5 separate regions of the Mus musculus genome follow, and regions 2, 3, 4 and 5 are each linked to region 1. The links are chromatin contacts, called in public Hi-C, Micro-C and promoter capture Hi-C maps. All regions are on one chromosome and are shown on one strand. Each heading gives the region's core, a stretch centred on a gene start, on an enhancer-like site or on the middle of the called end of the contact. The rest is flanking DNA. Distances are from core to core; before and after follow the strand shown. Region 1 holds the start of Yy1 (YY1 transcription factor). Region 2 holds the start of Tedc1 (tubulin epsilon and delta complex 1). Region 3 holds the start of Glrx5 (glutaredoxin 5). Region 4 holds the start of Atg2b (autophagy related 2B). Region 5 holds the start of Papola (poly (A) polymerase alpha).

What was found. Promoter capture Hi-C pulls out the DNA fragments that hold promoters and counts their contacts. Hi-C and Micro-C count contacts between places; a contact is called where the count stands out from the background.
Region 2: a Hi-C map of CD8 T cells shows a contact between it and region 1, with 6 times the contacts expected there. The contact joins the promoter of Tedc1 here to the promoter of Yy1 in region 1. A contact is called at or near these places in 1 of 39 promoter capture datasets (cranial neural crest) and 1 of 484 Hi-C or Micro-C datasets (CD8 T cells).
Region 3: a contact with region 1 is called in a Micro-C map of the G1E-ER4 cell line, with 7 times the contacts expected there. The contact joins the promoter of Glrx5 here to the promoter of Yy1 in region 1. A contact is called at or near these places in 4 of 484 Hi-C or Micro-C datasets (the G1E-ER4 cell line and erythroblasts).
Region 4: a contact with region 1 is called in a promoter capture Hi-C map of liver, with 4 times the contacts expected there. The contact joins the promoter of Atg2b here to the promoter of Yy1 in region 1. A contact is called at or near these places in 3 of 39 promoter capture datasets (the C10 cell line, cranial neural crest and liver) and 4 of 484 Hi-C or Micro-C datasets (B cells, CD4 T cells, Th1 cells and 1 more).
Region 5: a promoter capture Hi-C map of pre-B cells shows a contact between it and region 1, with 4 times the contacts expected there. The contact joins the promoter of Papola here to the promoter of Yy1 in region 1. A contact is called at or near these places in 1 of 39 promoter capture datasets (pre-B cells), 1 of 484 Hi-C or Micro-C datasets (CD8 T cells), 1 of 115 datasets of contacts at active chromatin or transcription factors (extraembryonic endoderm stem cells) and 1 of 9 other capture datasets (liver).

What each region holds. Positions count from the first base shown.
Region 1 is chr12:108,791,565-108,795,266 of GRCm38.p6, reverse strand. Yy1 (YY1 transcription factor) reads right to left here and starts at 1,970. Exons shown (of 5, transcript NM_009537.4): 1 at 1,176-1,970. The coding sequence starts at 1,854.
Region 2 is chr12:113,154,570-113,158,271 of GRCm38.p6, reverse strand. It overlaps Tedc1 (tubulin epsilon and delta complex 1), which reads right to left and starts at 1,851. Exons shown (of 8, transcript NM_134041.3): 1 at 1,701-1,851; 2 at 1,519-1,597; 3 at 909-1,111; 4 at 545-694; 5 at 105-203. The coding sequence starts at 1,835.
Region 3 is chr12:105,030,772-105,034,473 of GRCm38.p6, reverse strand. Glrx5 (glutaredoxin 5) reads right to left here and starts at 1,856. Exons shown (of 2, transcript NM_028419.3): 1 at 1,492-1,856. The coding sequence starts at 1,774. It overlaps Snhg10 (small nucleolar RNA host gene 10), which reads left to right and starts at 2,195. Exons shown (of 2, transcript NR_003145.3): 1 at 2,195-2,514; 2 at 3,649-3,702. Gm46374 (a long non-coding RNA gene) reads left to right here. Exons shown (of 3, transcript XR_003950254.1): 2 at 373-615; 3 at 782-1,496. It overlaps Mir3069 (microRNA 3069), which reads left to right and starts at 3,333; the gene lies at 3,333-3,397. It also overlaps Scarna13.
Region 4 is chr12:105,683,293-105,686,994 of GRCm38.p6, reverse strand. It overlaps Atg2b (autophagy related 2B), which reads left to right and starts at 1,754. Exons shown (of 42, transcript NM_029654.4): 1 at 1,754-2,326. The coding sequence starts at 2,165. Gskip (GSK3B interacting protein) reads right to left here and starts at 1,643. Exons shown (of 3, transcript NM_178613.3): 1 at 1,537-1,643. The coding sequence starts at 1,550.
Region 5 is chr12:105,783,445-105,787,146 of GRCm38.p6, reverse strand. It overlaps Papola (poly (A) polymerase alpha), which reads right to left and starts at 2,450. Exons shown (of 22, transcript NM_011112.4): 1 at 2,233-2,450. The coding sequence starts at 2,240.

The sequences.
Region 1 (3,702 bases), core at 721-3,220:
ATACTACCATAGATTAGCTTTTCATCTATTTCACTCGTTTCCCAAAATTTTAACATTTTAATAAACTACACATCAAGGCTCAAGTTATGCTTTCAAATTCATCAAATTTAATCACTAGGGCTACATGAACTAGGTATGGTGAGATTATTCTGTCTAGTAGTAGTTTCTTAACAATAAAGCTGACTAGCTTGTTAACACAGTACTAGGATAAAGTGAACAGTCAACAACAGCCTTTCCAGGGCTCTACCTTGAGTTTACTCATGCGGGGAAGGAACTCTTCGGTGCCCTACACAGGCTTCCTGACTTTCGCTAAAAGGCGTATTAAATCAGTAAAACAAATTATCCACTTTTTTTATTCTTTTCGTGGGGGAAAACAAGACCAGAGATACTGATAACTAAGCGATTTTTATTAGTTTGTTGGCAAATATCCTAAGCTGTGTAAACCAGCCCAGTCTGTCTGCATAGGGCCCACGACTTAAAAAACAAAATTCACAACGCGTAAAGGCCGCTGAAATGCTGTGGCTCTTCCTTCCCCTAACTCCCGTTCTAGGTCGATCAGGCGAGGAGCGCGTTGGCAGCGCGGGTGACAGGTTCCAACGGCCGCCGAACCCGCACACGAGCGCCCTACGTGCCACCCAAGTCCCGCCCCGCAGCGGCGACGGCCTGGGCCAGCGTGACCGCGGGGCAGCTGCGGCGGGGCTATGCGCCGCCCGCTCCGGGAAGGGCTTCGGGGAGACGCTTCGCGTCCGAGGGGGCCGAGCTGAGCGGAGCCGAGCGGGGCGGGGCCCCGACAGCCCCCGGGGGACGGCGGGGGAGCGGCGCGCGTCCGCCCTGCGCCACGGCCCTGTCAACGCCCGGCGGGTGGTCCGGCGCGGGGCGGCGCCCTCAACCGGCCCCGCCGCACGTCCGTTGGCTCGGGCGTGGAGGGGCGCTGGCCCCTCCCTCCCCGCCCGCCGCCCCAGCCCGCTTCCGCTCGCACAAACTACGCCATTGCGGCCTAGCCGGGCGCCGCCCCTCCCCCGCGCCGCCATCTTCGCGGCCCGCCGCCCCCGCCATCTTTTGGGGCCGCCATACTTGCCCGGGCGGAGAAGATGGCGGCGCCCATCACACACATAAAACATGGCTTCCCTTCAAAACAAAAACATCCCGAGCGGCGGCGCGCCGCCTGCACTCACCCGAGGACCACATGGTGACCGAGAACTCGCCCTCCAGGGTCTTGATCTGCACCTGCTTCTGCTCCCACTTCTTATTCCCCGGGTCGGCGCCGCCGCCGCCCGCCGCGCCGGCCCCGCCGCCCAGGTAACTCTTCTTGCCGCTCTTCTTGCCGCCGCCCTTCTTCACGCGACCGCCGCCCGACGAGGCCCCGCCGCCGCTCTTGCCGGCCGCCGCCACGGTGACCAGCGTCTGCTCTATGTAGTCGTCGTCGCCGCCGGCCGGCGCGGGCACCGGGATGAGGATCTGGTCCTCGAAGCCGTCCTCGGCGCGCAGCCCGTCCGAGTCGTCCCCGCCGACCACCTCCTCGCGCGTCTGCACCAGGATCACCTCCTGGTGGTGGTGCACTTGGGTCGGGTCGTCCGTCACCAGCGGCTGCAGCGCGATCATGGGCGGGTGGTGGTGGTGGTGGTGGTGGTGGTGATGGTGGTGGCCGGCGTGCCCGTGGCCGCCCCCGCCGCCGCCGTGGTCGCCGCCGCCGCCGTCCTCGTCGTCGTCGTCCTCCTCCTCCTCCTCGCCCACCACCGTGGTCTCGATGGTCTCCACCGGGATGGTCTCCACCTCGATCTCATGCAGCTCCACGATCTCGGCCGGCATCTCCGAGCCGTCCGTGGCGATGTAGAGGGTGTCGCCCGAGGCCATGGCTGAGGGCTCCGCCGCCACGGCCGCCGCGGCAGGCGGCCTCGGCTCCTGGGCTGCGGGAGGGAGGGCGGGCGGGCGAGGAGGCGGCCGGCCGTGGGGAAGGAAGGCAGAGGGAGGAAGGCAGCGGGCGGGCGGGGGGAGAGGGGGCGGGCGGCGGGGGAAGGGGCGGGCGCGGCGGCCGCGGGGCTTCCCCGCCTCCCGAGATCGGTGCGCCCCGCGCTGGCTCGCTCGCTCGCTCGGCCGCTGCCTGTCCTGCTTCCCCGCCTGCCTTCGCCTCGCCTCGGCTGCCTGCCCTGGCTGTGGCCGCGCCTCCTCCCGCCCTCCGGGCCGGCGTTACGCTGCCCCCTGCCTCCTGCGCCTCCGCCTCCTTCCACACAAATACCAACTCCTCAACCCCGAGCCCAGATCTCGCCGCCGCCGCCGCCGCCACACTCTGCTCCGGCTCGGCCTCGCGAGACTTCCGCGGGGCTCTCGGCCCCGCCCCGTCCCCGATTCCCCACTCGCTGTTCCGGCTCTCGCTCCTCCCTCGCTACCAATCGCAGGGCCCCTCGAGGCGCCGGGGCCCCGCCTACTCCCAACCAGGGTCCTCCCGATTGGGGGGGCCCCCGCTGGGGTAGGGGGCGTGGCGGCCCGCACGCGCGCTGGCTGGCCCCCCCGGCGCGTGACGTCAGCTCCGCGCCGCCGTCGCCTTACGGCGCTCGGCGTCGCGCGAACCCCGGCGTCCGCGGTGCAACAGTGACAAAAGTGCCGCTCCGGGGCCCCAGTCGCTGACAGGAGTGGGGCGTCGGCGCTGCGCCTTACGCCTCGGGAGCCGGCGAACTTTCCGCGCGACCCAGGCGCACGGTAACGAGCTGGGGTGAAGGGGGGCGCGCGCCTGGGGCTGGCGTGCTGCCGGCGGGGCGTGCGACCGGCGGCCGCGTGGCCGCAATAAAGTCTGCTCTGACGAGAAACGCCTGTGCTTGATTTTTGGTTTCCCGTTCGTTTTGCCTTTACTCGTTACTCGGGGTCTCGTGCGGTAGCGGCACGGACGGCGTAGCCGACCGTGTGCTGCCACGGGCTCTTTGGTCGCGTGCCGGTGGGCGGCGCGCGAAGGCGACCGCGGCAAGCGGAAGCGGCGCGCGCAGCCTAGGGTTCACCGTTGGAAGTGTGTCCGTTATTCTTTTATGACCCGCGGAAACCGGAGACCCAGCCGTTGGGTGCCTGTTGGAACGAAGGGTCTGGCTGCTCCTGTCGAGCGACTCCACTATTGTAGCTTTCTGAAAACTCCCTTCTATCTTTGAATAACTTGACACAGGCTTCGCCTATTCCTCGCTCATAAACATTCCTTTTGCCGAAAAGGACTATTTAAAAATATTCCTTTTAAATAGTCTTTGCATTTAGCTCTTTGAAAATTCCATGTCTTTTGTGATTTCCCTATTATAAGTAACAGCTTAGGTTTTCCTTGTTCAAATCATCAAATTGCTTAAGATACATTGTAGTGAAGTGTTTCTTCTGTGCTTCCTTTCGATAGACCAGGTGTGGTTTAAAGCAACATAAAGTTAGATTGCCTTTTTTTTTTCCAAGAACCGAAAATTTGAGCCAAGTGTATCTTATTTGTTTCTTAGATTTAACGGTCAGCTTCATCTGTTGAATATTCTGGATTACTTTTATCTACCGGAGTTGTTAGTGTTGAGGCAGGAGAGTATTCTAAATGCATTACATGCATCTTAGGCCAAACTTAAACAGTTGGGCATCTTATAATTTTAAACATACTTAGCAAGGTGTCCTTGTGCAGGTTTTTAATCTTTGGAGAGGGAGGTAAGTCAGGAGTTTAAAGCCAGCCTTGGCTACGTGTATAGTTTTCTGAAA
Region 2 (3,702 bases), core at 602-3,101, 4.4 Mb before region 1:
ACAGTGATTGGCTGTCAAAGCCTAACACCAGCCGGGTATTTCCCCAACAGACCAAACACCCTGCCATGAGGCAGCGCCCACTGCAGCACCCTGCCAATCCTCACCTGCTGACCGCTCTCTGGATCTCTAAGCATCTCTGTTTCGGCAACAGAAAGATGGCCAAGGCTCTGTTGGCTGTGGCATCCCTGCGTGTACAGGTGGATCTGTAATAGGTAAAATAGCCAGGCTGGGGAGTAGCTCCCAGCAAGATCTTTCAGCCGAATATGGGCACCTTTAGAGACCACTTATAACCAGAAAGGACAGAGCTGGGCTCAGGATACCCCAGTAATACTGGGGGCAGAGGCTGCAGAAGGGCACCAGACAACTTCACCGAGGGCTTCCACACCTTGCTCACCAGGACACAGGTAAAGCACGGTCCGTCCCTGCTTGTAAAGGTCAGAGTTGGGATAAGCCCAGCAGTCCAGTGGTCCAATAGTGGTGACAGAGATGGACCCCAGGGAAAGGCAGCCTGGGCACAGGGTGAAGAGCCATGTGCCTGTATTACCTTGCTGAGGAGGATACACTGCTCCTGCTGACTAGAGATCAGGCATCGCCACCTAAACCGCAGCCTTCCCATCAGCCATTCCACTAGTCGGAGATCCACGGGGCTCTTTGGTTCCACAAAGGGTGCAGGAGGACCAGGACTGGTTGGGGCCTCACAGTAGAGAGGGAACAAGAGTCAGCCCTGCTATACATCCCATATCTCGAGGAAGGACCAGGACAGGGAAGCTGTACTACTGACGTACATCCTCAGCTTCAAAGCTGGATGAGAACCACACCAAGGGCAAATACCACATGAGCTGGAAGCCCGGAGAAATCCACGGGTTCTGGGCAAAGCAGGGCTCTGACACCCTCAATTACATACTCACCTCCCACTGGGGCAACTGGTCACCCAGCTGCACACGGGTCTGGGCAAGCAGCTGCTCAAGCAAGGGTCCTCGGGCGAGGAGCCAAGACAGGGCCAACAGCAGTTCCCGGCTTCCCTGAGAACTGCCGTCTGGAAATTGTAGCAGCACAGACCTGGGGTAGCCTTGGGAGCCCAGTGCTGATTTCACCACACAGGCTTGGGCCTCTGGAGTGGGAAATGATCAGATCAGGGGGTGCTAACCTGGAGATTTCACCTGGATCCCTCTGGGGACCTGAGAGCACCCCCTAAGCTTAGAACCTGCTAAGCGTGGACTAAGGAGGCGAGATCTGAGAGTCTATGAGGAGGCAAAGTGATAACCAACGGGCAGGATTTCTGTGAGTGGTTGGCCAGTCTCAGCGTTTCACTGGAGTGATAAAGCCACTACTACCCAGGTAAGCGTGGTAAAGGCTAGTGGGAACTTATACTAATGGAAGTGGGCGCAACAGCGAGAGGAGCAGGTGCCTGCAGGAAGGGAGGAAACAACAGAGGAGCTTTGATGGGGCGGGACTTGGTGGGTTAAGACAAAACTACAATAGCCTTGGGGAGCGGCTTTCTGAGAGGGCGGGGCTTACCTGGGGCAAGGTCGGTCCAGGTATTGTTTGCAGCAAGCGGTGAGAGCACGCGCAAGAGAAGCTGCCAGAGCACTGGAGCCTGAAGCAAACGAGGAGTTTGTAGTCAGCGGGTATCAGGTGTCACCTACATCAGCCCAGGCAACGCCTGCCCCGACCCCGACCGCCTACTCGAATAGCCTCACCGCCTCAGGTCGATCGAACTTGGCGCGGCGGAAGATTTCTGGGCTGGGCCCAGCAGGCAGGCACCGACTCAGCGCGGCGACAGCCTCAGGCAGGGCCCGGGCAGCCCCTTCCACCCGGCTCCGCCGCCGCCGCATACAGCCAGCACTAGACAGCCTCGGATTGCCCGCTCGGGACCCCGACCAATCACAGTTCCGGATGAGGCCCGCCTTCTCCCCTCAGGCCCAATGAACGATGACTCTGGCGTTTGAGTGCCTACCAGTCTATCCCGTAGGCAGGCACTTCCGGGGTCGGGGGCGGGGATTGGAGGTGCCAACTCCGTTGGAACTCACCAATCAGCACCTCGACTTATCAACCGCCTTAGCAACCCCGGGCTAGGGAAGCGCGAGGCTGGAGGGCGCGCATGCGCCCGAGGTGTTCCCTGGAGGAGCGGAGGAAGGAGCAATGTGGCTCCACCCAGCCACGAAGGGAGTGTCTCTGCGAAGCCGCCCTGGAAGGAACCCGCCGCCAGGGGTCGCCAGGCCTCCGCGAGAAGCAGCTGAGCCCTGCGAAGTGGGTGGGGAGTTCCGGGGGCCACGTCGCCAGAAGTCTCTTCGGAAAGCCATCCTCCCTCTCATGTACAGCCAGCCCCAGACTTCCTTGTCCCCATATTCATTCTTCCTCCAGCCACTAGAAGAGCAGTTTTTAAGGAAAATTCTCCACTTCATAAAAGGGTGCGGCCCTCTCTTTTAAGGTTGAACTTAGTTTTGCACTCAGCCCTTCAGGAGCAATCTTGGTAAGCTTTGAGAATCCCGCAAGGATTCACAGTAGCTACATGACAATGGCAGAATGAACCCAGAGTGCAACCTGATGCACGGGGAAAGACATGCAGTCGGCAACTATCCTCCGCAACCGGCATGAGCCTACTACGTGGCTACAACCTAGGTGAAGCCAGAGCAGCCTCTGTGGGAAGCCGGATGCGAAAGATCACATTATGTGCGCCAGTGCGTGTGGAGGAGGGCCGGACAAAGGCCGGACGCTGCCAACGGTGATCCAGAGACAAGCCTGTAGGCGACGAGTGGCAGGAAGAATTGCTGGGGCGAGACCTGAACGCTCGAGCGGACACAAACTAAGCTTTGTGCCCTCGATGTCGCCACCAAAAATAGTTGGAGCAGCGGACAGACAGTACTGCGTGTACTCTGCATCTCAAAGCTAGGAAAGAAGAGGCAGGTGGAGAGGGAGAGGGTGCGGTGCGGAAAAGGAAAGTGAGGTGAGAGGGAGGGGCAGAGCTGTCCCTTGGCACCTGCCAGTTTAACGGCGGTCTACAGGATGGCCACGCCCTCCGGAAGTGCGGAGACTGCGGGCTCACCTTTACCTTGACCCTCCCTGTGTTTTGCTGCAGACCTTCCTCTGCTCATCTGGATACCTTCAGCTATTCTGCCTCAGGGTCTCCTCCTTCCTGGCCCCTTGCCACACAGCAAATGGCCTCGCCCAGCTAGTTTCTACCTGCTCTTCCTGCCCTCGCTTCAGAGCCATGCTATACTGCACACCTTAAACACGAAGCGCCCTGAAAAGCACAAAGACTTGAGTTCTTGTCTACTGTGCCAAGGAACTCCTGATACACCCTTATGGAACTCTCTGCCGCTTAGGCTTCTTTGCAATACTATACACTTCCCTCACCTGACCTGCTCATTCCTACAGGCCTCTCAGGTTGCTGGAGGCCCAAGTCTACTCCAGTTGAGAGACGTGGATCTGGGCTCGAGGGGCTGGAAGTATGAGGAAGACAGGGGCCTTAAGGGTGGAAGACAACAGGGGAAAGTGAGTTTCTGCCCTTCACCCATACATCTCTTCCAGGTCCTCTGCAGGTCTGGTTGGACACCAAAGATACCCTCACCCCTCCTAGTAGGAAACTAATACCGAAGGTGGGCTTCTTCTACTCCATACTGTGGTCACCTCAAACACTATGGCCTCCACCTATTGAAATTCCAGAATCACCCAACAATACACACTACACTATACTACACT
Region 3 (3,702 bases), core at 607-3,106, 3.8 Mb after region 1:
AATGCCTGGCTTGCCATCATTCCTGTTAGCACTCATTACCTCGCCTCCCTTTCTCTGCTTTACCGCCCATCAACACTATCACAGGGAACAAGTGTGGGGTTAGCCACTTAACAACATGGAGGAAAAGTGCTTTGGAAGCCATCAGATTCAATAATAAAGTTGCTGCCACGTGGTGGGTGCCTTCTGTGCCAGAGAGGATGACATTATTATATACAGTAGAGAAGGGGGTGGGGGGTTCCCACAATGCAGTGCAGCCTGACTTTGAACTGGTGGTCCCCCTGCCTCCGCCTGAAGAGAGCTGGGTTATGGAAGTGAGTTACTATACCCGGCTGTAATTCTTATTTTCTCTCGTTTCCTCGTGGACTCTGCCAGGTTCGGTGTCATAATCTTCATTATACTGAGAAGGCAGTATAATGAAGTAGTATTACAGTAGGCTGTGCTGCAGACCCACCACAGATGATTCCAAGCCAAACCTGCTCTCCACGGCCCCAGCCTCATCAAGAAGAATGACCATACGACGAACAACTATAATCAGTAATTGCAAATGTTGCATACTCCATTCTAACACAGACAAGTCTCCTCTCAGCACAGTGACCAACCCAGAGCACTAAATCAGTAAGATGGGGGGGGGGGGGCTACTTGAATACAGGGTTCCCCGGATTCCACTGAAGGAGGAGCAGGGTGCGGGGAGGGGGCAGCTTTCCCATTACCCGGCCCACCTTGACCGATTCTTGCCAAGAATCAGAACCAAATCCCTGGCCTTTCTCTTCCTCGCTCACAGCAAGCACAAGACGGAGAGAAAGGCGCCTGCCTGGTACTGTGTATAAAGGATTCCAACTAGACGTCAGGACGCAGTCGCTTTGCCTTGGGGCCAGTAAAAAGCTGTTCTGCTCTCTGCCCTTTGGGCCCAACCTGGCCGCAGTTTGCTAATCTGGTCGGGGGTCAGAAGTTTTCTTAGTGGCTTCCTCTTTCCGCTGAGCCTCTACCATGTCTTAGTCTCCACACACTGTTCTTTGATGCTACAGTATCTAAAAAACAAACTTCGTGTCTTTCCCAACGTGAGTCCGGCTAGACTATGGTGAAACCTTCTCTCCAGCAAGAAGACAGTCCCTGACCCTCGGGGCCTTAAACATTATTAGTCAGCCTCTGACCTCGTTAGGCACACACAGGCAAGCCTGAAACCTCTTCCCTACATACGTAGTAGCATCAGTCCCTCACCTAGCAAGTACGCTGCTGGCTTCCAAGCCCTCAAATTGTCCCCAAGGGTATTCGCAGTGAGTCCCCCTCTCAGCCAGCCACTCCCCAGTCGACCTGCTCAGAGGGGATCATGATGCCGACTACCCCCTCTCCTATGCAGTCAGAAACATCTCGCCCCGAGGTGGGCCGAGGCGAACCCTCCGCCCATGTGGCTACACAACCAGGGAAGGCCCTTGCTCCTCGGGATCTGCTCAAGTTCACCGCGCCCTCGCAATCGGATCCCACGGGCCTGACCTTGCCTCAGCTCCGGGTCGTCCAGCACGTTGTAGGCCGCATAGTCGCGAACACCGTGCAGCCGCAGAATCTGCACCACGGCGTTGCTGAAGCCGCACTGGGGCTGCTCGGGCGTCCCCTTGAGGAACACCACCACCTTGTCCTTCTTCACCAGCGCGTCCAGCTGCTCCGCCTGGCCGCCCGAGCTCGCCGCCCGCACGCCGGCTCCGGGCAGGCCACCGCCACCAGCGCTTCGCCCCCAGCGCAGCAGAGCCGCCGCCGCCCGGCTCAGGGACGCGCTCATGCCCGCTCGCTGTCCACCGCCTCTGCGGCCACTCCAGGGCTTACAGAGCCCGTGGTGTCCGGCCGGCCCACCAGAGGCTCTCATTGGACAAGCTCTGGGATGAGTCTCGTGATTGGACAATACTGGCTCAATTCCACCAATCACATCGCTTACACCGTAGGGTGGGCCTTCCCTGGGAGCCGCGTCCTACAGGCTTGCTAGTGAGCGAGGACGACCGCTTTGCGTGTTGATTGGACAAATCGGACGTCCGTCGGTGAAGGGCATGAAGAGGCGTGACTAGAGGAAGCCGGCTTTCCTCGTGCGGGCGTTCGAGGCCTGGCCGGATACGCCAAGATGATAGGGCAGGCGCGAGGCGGGGCTTCTGCCGCCCGCGGCACGCCGGGAAGGAGTCACGTCCAGACGCAGCTTCCGGTTCCTTTTGCGGTGATTGCTACGGTAACGCGGCCGGTAGTCCTGCGATGGCGTGCACCAGAGAGGAGGTGGCCTTCCATGCCTCACCGGCTGAGGCCAGCCGCGAACCTGGCGTGTCCTGGTCTGCCCGGGGCTCCAGCCTCCGACCCGCCATGCACATGGACATCCAAGCCGTGTCCTGCGGCCTCCCGTGGGATTCTTCCTCCAGAATGAGGTTTTTTTTTTTTTTAGCATAAAACTATAAGTATTGTGTATGTATGATCTGCGTGCATGCATCTTCAGAAGACGACTTTTATAAAGGGTCCGGGGATGGAACTCTAGCTTGCAGGGTAAGTCCCTTGGCACGCTGAGCCCTCTCCCTGGCCTCTAGAATGATGCTCTTCTCGTAGAAACGTGTAAAGTGCTCTAGCCGTGGGACGGCTGGCTTTGGGGTCTCGGTGACTACTGGGGTCGGGAAGGATTGAAAGAACAAGGGAATTGGTGGGTTGCCGGGCCCTGTGGCCATTGTCTGCAACGTTGCCTTGCCTCTTAAGAGGCTGAGGCAGGAGGATCAGTTGAACTCAGGAGTTCTAAATAAGCCCGAGTCAGCCCGGGCCGTACAGCAGGACCCTTTTTAAGAGGGAAAACGGAGGGTGAGGATGTAGCTCAGTAGGAAGTCGTTTTCCTAGTGTAAGCGACGTCCAGAGTTCCACCCCGTCACATGCACACAGACAGTAATAAAAGAGAGTATTCTCTTAGTGAATTCCGGTGTAGATGATGATGGCCCCAGGGTAGAGTGCTTGCTTGCACATCTGCTGGGGATGGTGCAGAAGAGTGGGCAGGCGCGTCGTTTTTTTACATGGACTTCCCCCTAGAACAGAGCCCCGGGTGTGGTCAGTTCTCCCGCCGGTAGTACGCAGATCCAGATCCTGGCCAGCAGGCCTCCGCAGCCCACTATCTAATCTGCAGTCTTGGCCCTGCGCTGGGTTAGCGGTACCCTAGAGCACACCAGACTTGCAGAGAAAGCAGACAACAGAGGAAGCTGAGGCATGCCTGCTCGAGAGGCAGCAGGCCCATGTGCAATTTTCCTCTGATAGGGCCTGGGTACTGTTGCCACGGTGATAATGGCTGTGCCGTGTCATTGTCGATCCACCAACAGTCAGAGAAGCTTGGCAGTCAAGATATTGTTTAGCAGACGGAGCGGTTTCTGTTGGACACTAAGTACTGCCACAAAACCTCGAGCGACTAAGCGTGTTGCCGGAGGTGGTCTGTTTGCACCCGGGGAGTGAATGTAAAAAATCAGAGTTCACACAGAGTGAGCCATGGGATGTGCTAAGCTGTGGCTCAGAGGGAAACCGGAGCCACTCGCTCTGAAGACAGATGGGAACCAACCGCCTGGCGGGTTCCTTGTCATTGTATTGATTCCTGGTTTTTTTATTTTTTTCTGATGGCAAGCCCCAAACTAAAATCTTGTTATTTTGCAGATCCTCTGATTCCAGGTACCATACAAAGATGTTTACAAGAAATGCAGAGGTAAA
Region 4 (3,702 bases), core at 505-3,004, 3.1 Mb after region 1:
GCCTGATACACAAGGTCCTGCTGGGACTTCCCACCCAGCTCTGTTTATAGTACAGAGAGTACTGTCATTATTTACTTGTAAGGTTCAGAGTCTCTTTGAGCCAGGGTCTCCCCATGTAGACCAGGCTGGCCTTCAACTTAAGGAGAGAGCCATCTGCATCTGTTTCTCTAGTGCTGGGATAAAACTGTGTACCTGATGCCGGGTAAGCATGTCTTATTAGTGTCAAAATATGCCTAGACCCAACCGGTTCTAGTCTTCAGGGCTTTCCTCCAGGCCAAACCACAGAATTTGGATTACTGCTCTGTCCTTCAGCACTGCCCTGGCTGTTTTCACCTTTGGTCTTCTAAGCCCAACATTCCACTATTAGCAACACTGTAGTTAGCAGTCTTAGGCCAGATTATGTAGCATTTCTTTTTATTTCACCCAGAGCAAAAGTTCCATCATTCCTTGCGATGGCTACACTCCTTCCTGTCTTCCCTCCTCAAATTCCTGGTACTTACCAAGCATTACGCATGTGGTAAGCCTTGCAGGTGGTGTTCTTATCTGAAAAATAACTCAGACGTTCATGTATCTTTCTACCTCCAAGTCTCCAACTAAAATATCATCTTTTAAAAATAAGAGGCCCTTTCTTACAAAGCACATAAAGACTCCGAATGGTGTGTGGTGGTGCAAGCCTGACATTTCAGCATTTGGGAGACCCTAATTTCTAGGGCAGTCTGGGCCACATAAGTTCAAAGTCAACCTCAACTACCTACCCAGTGAGAGACTGTCTCAAAACCCAATCCAACTAAACCAAAAGAACCCATTTTGAGGATGCCCCATTCACGGGCCAGAATTCCTTAATTCGGTCTCCTCAATCCAGGACTCGGTTTAGGTTCCTTCCCGGCACACGTCATTTCATTTGCCTCAATTTTCGAGTTTATGATATTAATCTGCTCACACCTGGCTGAGGTGGCAATGTAGGCTCAGAGAGGGTAGCATAGGTTCAAGGTGGCCCAGTGTCAAGTGTCAGGAATCTAACCCAGGACAGCAGACTTCCGGGCCTTTAGGGGCTGCCCTCCTAAGGAGCCAGCTGCGCCTCTTCACAGACTGTCTCCCTAAAAGATAAAAATCGGGCTGCGCAGAGCCTGCGGAGAGCACAAAGTCTTCCAGGAGGCAGCAGCCCCTCAGCGGGTCGGGAAGCGCCAGGATTTAACAGAGGAAACCGTACTGCCCGCAATCGCCCCGATCCCAAGTTTCCTGGTCGTCGGCGTGGCGCTCTGCAAACGGCAAACTACTAGATGCTTTGCAAACAAAGCCGGCAAGGGGGTGGGGGGGGGGGCAACCTGATGACAATAGGCATCGGTCAGAACCCGGACAGAAACGCCGGGTCTCCAGTCCTCGCCCTGCATCCCCGCATCACTTCCCGCAGGACAGCCCAGGCCGGACCCGCCCCCAGACCTCCGTCAGCCCTAGTCCGGGCGTCCGCCGGCGCCCACCACCCGGCCGCGACTGCAAGGTGAGGCTCCACGGGCCGCAGCCAGCCCGCCCACTCACCTGCGAGCGCCCATGTTCTTATCCTTCCTCGTCCGGAGACTGCTGGGGCCAGGATCGCGGCGCCGGCACCACCCCCGCCCCCGCAGTTGCCCCGCCCATTCACCACCGGAAATGCTCCGGCCCGGACTCTTTTTTTCCTGCCTTTCCAGCCCCGCAATATGGCGTCACTTCCGCTTGTGCCCGTTGCTCGAGTACGTGCCGGGAGTCTGGGTCTCGCGAACGCGCCAGGAGCGTGTCTCAGGCGGGAGCGCGCCCAGTAGATGACAACAAATTAGTCGCGCCGCGTCGGAGTCTTGTCTCGCCTCAGCCGCCAGCCCTCTCTGTCTGTCCCTCTGTCTCCCTACCGACGGAGCGCTTCGGAAGCTCCCGGCTTGGGGCGCCCGGTTCTGCTCAGCGCCCAGTCCCCGCCGGGCCTAGTGCGAGCGTCGCGACGCGGGCCATGGGGTTGCCCTGAGGGACGGCGGCGCCGAACCGACATGCAGCGGCCACCGCGAACCTAGATCCCCACCGCGGCTTGGGGACGCCGCCGGGCCGACCCTGAGGCGCTGCCGCTGCCTGGAGCCCAGGTCGGATCCCCCGAGTCGCCGCCGCGTGCAGCCCCGGCTCCCTCGAGCCGCCAGCCCTCACCATGCCTTGGCCATTTTCAGAATCCATCAAGAAGAGGGCCTGTCGCTACCTCCTACAGAGGTACCTGGGCCACTTCCTGCAGGAGAAGCTGAGCCTGGAGCAGCTGAGCCTGGATCTGTACCAGGGCACCGGGTCCCTTGCCCAGGTCCCCTTGGACAAATGGGTAAGCTGCTGTCAGCCAGCAGGGGTAGGAACTGGCTCTCCCCAGGGCGAGACCTGAGCGACTGTCATCCAGCATCGGGCACGTTCGGTTCTCCTTTGGGAATTGTTTAGATTCAAGTGTGGCCCGGCTCAGGGAAGTGTGTAAAGTGTAGCAAGTTTGCGCTCCTAGATCACGTGCTCCGGCTTAAACGGTGTAATGGAGGCACACACGGGGCGAAACAATCGAGTCATTGGTTGGGGGGGGGGGGGGGCGCTTGTGAGGCAGGCCCAGGAAAGTACGTGGCCACCCTTGCCTCTTGGGCTGCGAGTGTCTGCGGTGTTCCTAGGCAAACAAACCCTATTTCTGTGGATGACGTTAAGAAAAATTAAAGATGAAGAGGAGGTGACAGAAATCCCCAGTTATTTATTTTGGTCTGGATGCTGGTATATTTGCGTTTGCTGGGTTGGTTGTCTTCATTCACTGAAAGAAAGTTAGGCGAAGGCCCCTCTTGCCAGTTTGCCTGCTCTGCTTGCGTGAGGTTGTGAATGGCCCCAGTAGTGCTGTTTAGATTTGCCCTTTTGCTTCACGTGATAGATCGACAGGTCGTAAACGCAAATGTTGCAAAAGCTCGGGAGCCGAAGCCGCAGCGTCAGCCTTTTTTTAAAGAACCTGTTTCCTCCTAGAGGCTGTGAGTTGACTTCACCTGAACTTTGAGTATATTCAGTTCGCCAGAAGCAGTTGTATTTGCATCAGTGGGCTAAAATGCCTACTATTTTACTTAAGGCCTTGGGTTTGTCGAGTCTACTCTTTTTTCGAAAAGCTTAAATTATGGAAATTCCTTGACAACTTGTATTAAGAGGTATGACACAAGGTAATTGTAACGAAACTAGGTGACTTAAACCAGAGAGCACACACAAGTTAGTTTAGACAGCTCTAGTTTGAGTAACAGAAAGACCTGCCTTATACCAAAATAGTCCTAGGCTTTCACAGTCTGCCGAAAGACAGGTATAGTAGTTAACCCAAGTTCAGTTATCATAAAAGGACAGTAGAGTCCATGCCTCGGGAGAGCTGCTGTTCTTTCCTATCAGCAAACGGGATTTTTTTTTTTTTTTTTTTTTTTTTTTGGCCAGGTTTATTATGTAGTCCTAGCTGCCCAGACACTTGTCGTGTAGCCCAGGGTAGCCTGGAACTCATGACAAAGCTCTCACCTTAGCCTCTCCAGTACAGTTTGAATGGGCTACATTTTTCTTTTCTGTGGCCAAACTGTCTTATTCCGAGGCTGGAAAATGGGCAGGGGCTGAAGAGATCAAGAGGACCTGACATCCTCAGGGTAGATGTTTTTGGTGTCTCGTCACTGCTGAAAGCTGACTAAGGAGTCTTGAGGGTGGGAATGTTGA
Region 5 (3,702 bases), core at 1,201-3,700, 3.0 Mb after region 1:
GACTCTAGGCAAGTTCCCTGCCCCATTTTCTTACCAGTAAAAGTCCTTTATACACTTAGAAGAACTACTGTCTTAAGTCTCACTAAATAGTTCTACCAACAACTTCAACAACATTCTGACACTTGCTAAGTCACTGGTACTGGTACAAAGAAAGATGTGGACACTAGCATATGGCACAGAGAATAAAATGTCTATAATGATATATACTTTGTGTTAATGCAGTGGTTCTTAAACCACGAACAAAGTCCCTCAGAGTACATCTGGAAAAGTCTGGGGACATCTGTGCGTTTGCCACTGTGAGAAGTTCCTGGGGTAAAGCCGTTGGCAACCACTAAGCAGGTCAGAGGTACTGTTACACACCCAACAAGACGTGGGAAGGGCCCTCCAGAAATTACCAGGGTTACAGCACTGAGGTGAGAAACTCTGTTAATGGAGAATGCAGAAATTTCAAGTATTTTAAAAAGCTTTAGCTTCCTCCATAACTTTTCTAAGTTTCACCACTATGGCAATCAAAAGGTACCAGCATTTTCCAAATTATGTATGTAATTATACACAAACCATATACCTTTGAGAATGTTTTGTAACGACTCAGTCCATTCTGACCATTCACCTGAACTGTCTATGCTTCAATCCCAACTTACATTGTCTAAATTTAACAGGCACACCAAAACCCACACTGGATACCAAACACAAACTATCCAGGAAATCTCAATTCAAAAGATCAAAAGTAAAAATCATGGCAAGTGATGCTGGCACACAGAAGAACAAGGCGTCCCATGGAGAGGTGAGCTCAGGGACAGAGCCCTCAAGAAACAAAGTAATGAGGAGGAAGGCAGGCCTGTCCTCCTCAGCCAGGCAGTCTTGGGTTTCCCTGGATTAAAAGTCCCAGTACACTCTGGATGGAGATAGAACAGCTTGTAAGAAACTGGCTATAGAGTTCAAATCCCATGAAACACACAAAAAAAAGGGGTCATGTGCATGTCCATCTGTCTTGGCTCCATTTTTTTAAACCTAAAGGAAATAGACTGAAGAACTTCAAGCATAGACCTGGACATGTGCGGTGCTCATGCAGCCTCCTTGTACCGTTCCACTTTCAGAAGTGCACTGAAATAAAAACTGCAGGAAACCTGTACTCTCCCTCCTACCTTCACTCCCAGACACAAGATAACATTTCTAATCCGAAGCCTTCCCTTTAGAGTGTGCAACCATATCTTTTTTTAAGCACTGATGTATCAGAAAAAAGTCTGGATGAGCTAATACAAGGTCATCATGTGACAACACCTCACTCACTCACATCTACTTGAACCCCACTGAAAAACACCAAACATCTTTATAGATTCTATTCTCGTGCTCCTTTACCCTTGTTCCATGAATAAGGAGTCAAAGGGAACTTTGTGGTTAATTAAGCCCAACAAATGTTATCACTACAGAAATACAGCTGACAGGTCTCTGGACTAAACATCAGGGTCGAGTAAAGCTAGCAAGCTAGTGTGTGAGAAAGAAAAGCGCATGAAATCCATTTTTAAATTAGTAAGTACAACCCTAGATCTGTCACATTGAGGCTACGTCCAAAACTGCCTCTCTTGTTTGGAAGAAAAGCAGTCGCACGACCTAAAGCCTTTTCGCCAAGATAGGTTAGTTGGAACATAAAACCCTCATCTACTTTCGAATCCCAACAACCGGTTTCCAAATATCTTTCTTAGGAGAAAAGGGGGGAGGGGGGAAATTAAGTAAAGAAAAATCACGGTCAAGTGTGTAAAGTAGACCTAGCGACATTAGAAGGCCTAAGTGAATTAGCTCAAAGCGTACACTCGCAATCACAACACAAGTGACCCAAGGGCGGGAGCGATCAGGTAGCGCGCCGAAGCCAGGTTGCCTAGTCACAACAAAGCAGGGACGGCGCCGCCCCGCAGCCCGCCGTTCCGGAAGCTGCCCCCGGGCCGCCAGCGCGGCCTGCTCCCTCCCGGCCCCGGTTCCTCACCCGCTCCGAGGGAAGCGGAAGTGGGGAACTAGGGGGCTGGACGGCGCCATGGTGAAACCGGGACAGGAAGGAACCCGGGAGCCGCGGCCCGCCAGTCCGCGCCGGGCGCCGTTCCGCTTGGGGATCCTGCGGGGGCCCCGCGCCCGAGGGGCCGGAAGCCGCGGCCCGGGGCGCCCGTGCGCCTCCCCTCCCCCTCCGCCACCCCCGGGGCCCGGCCGGCGTGCGCCTCACTCAGCACGCCAATCACTTACAACGGCATCGTCTCCGGCGCCGGCACCGCCCAGTCACTTCCCCCCCGCGACCGCTGCCGTCCTGGGCATGATCCACCGAGGCGGGAAGGACGGCAGCCTACCTCAGCCCCGGGGCCAACCCAGTCCTGCACCCGTGCCCCGCCGCTTTAAGCGCTTCTCCTCCTTCCCCTTCGTCCTAACATGGCGCCCGAGCGCTACCACAGCAACGTTCTAGAACCGCTGACGCCGCCACGCACACCGAGCGCGCGCCTGCGCGCGCGCTGCGCGACGCCGCAAGACCTGACGGGAAATGTAGTTCTCGGCGTGAAGCGGCGCTTCTCCCCCTCCCCCCCCCCCCCCCCCCCCCCGGTGATCTCACGCTTTCGTGGTAGAGCGTGGGATGGGTGCGGGAGGCTCCGAGCGAGAGGCTGTAGTTCATTCGCTTGGCGACGCCGTCCTGGCGAATGAGAGTGACGCAGCCGTGGCAGCGATGAGAAGGGGGCGCGGCCCAAGCGGGCGCCACGTGCGGGGCAGCCCAAGCGCGGGGGATGCCTGGAACCGAGAGCTGTTCGGTGCCAGTTGCACCTCCGCTGCGTGGGAGAACTGCTTTTTAAACATCGATGTGAGTGAGGACTTAAATGTGTTAGAGCCCAGTACAGAGCCTGTCCCAGAAGTGTGGCCGTGGATCCCCTCCCCTGACGATGACCCTCTGCATCTGTGTTGCCCAGACCTGTGCTTCTCATGCCAAATGTGCAGGGCAGGGGATTCCGGACCAAGGCAATAATTTAATAAAATTGACAGTAACCTTTGGGGTTTTGGCGGGTTTTTTGTTGTTGTTGTTGTTGTTGTTCTTGTTTGTTTTATAAGACAGGCTCCCATGAAGCTACTAGCCCTTAGTTTCTGATCCTCCTGCCTCCACCTCCTGAGTGTTGACATTACAGGTGTGAAACACCACTACCAATTTTATGTGATAGATTGGAATATACTTCTGGGTGTGACTATGACCTTGTCTCTGTGCTGAAGAGTTAATGCAGTTGGGCAGGTGAAGTTCGGGTTACTGGACCATACTCAGAAAAAGGAGCCATTCCTAGTATGCTGGGTTCATCTTAAGATAATGTATTTTTCCTTCCTAAAATTTCCAGCCCCTGGCACACTTCTTACGGGGTTTGGCTGGGTACACTCACCATTCTGTTCTGAGTAATCATTAGAAAGGCCCAACTATTCCTTTTCCTTCTCATAGCTTCTTGAAAGAAGCTTTTGGCCGGGCGTGGTGGCGCACGCCTTTAATCCCAGCACTCGGGAGGCAGAGGCAGGCGGATTTCTGAGTTCGAGGCCAGCCTGGTCTACAAAGTGAGTGCCAGGACAGCCAGGGCTACACAGAGAAACCCTGTCTCGAAAAACCAAAAAAAAAAAAAAAAAAAAAAAGAAAGAAGCTTTTGGAGGTCCCCTGCACTTAGGGCTTCCTTTCACTCCTAAAGCTCCCTCCCCATC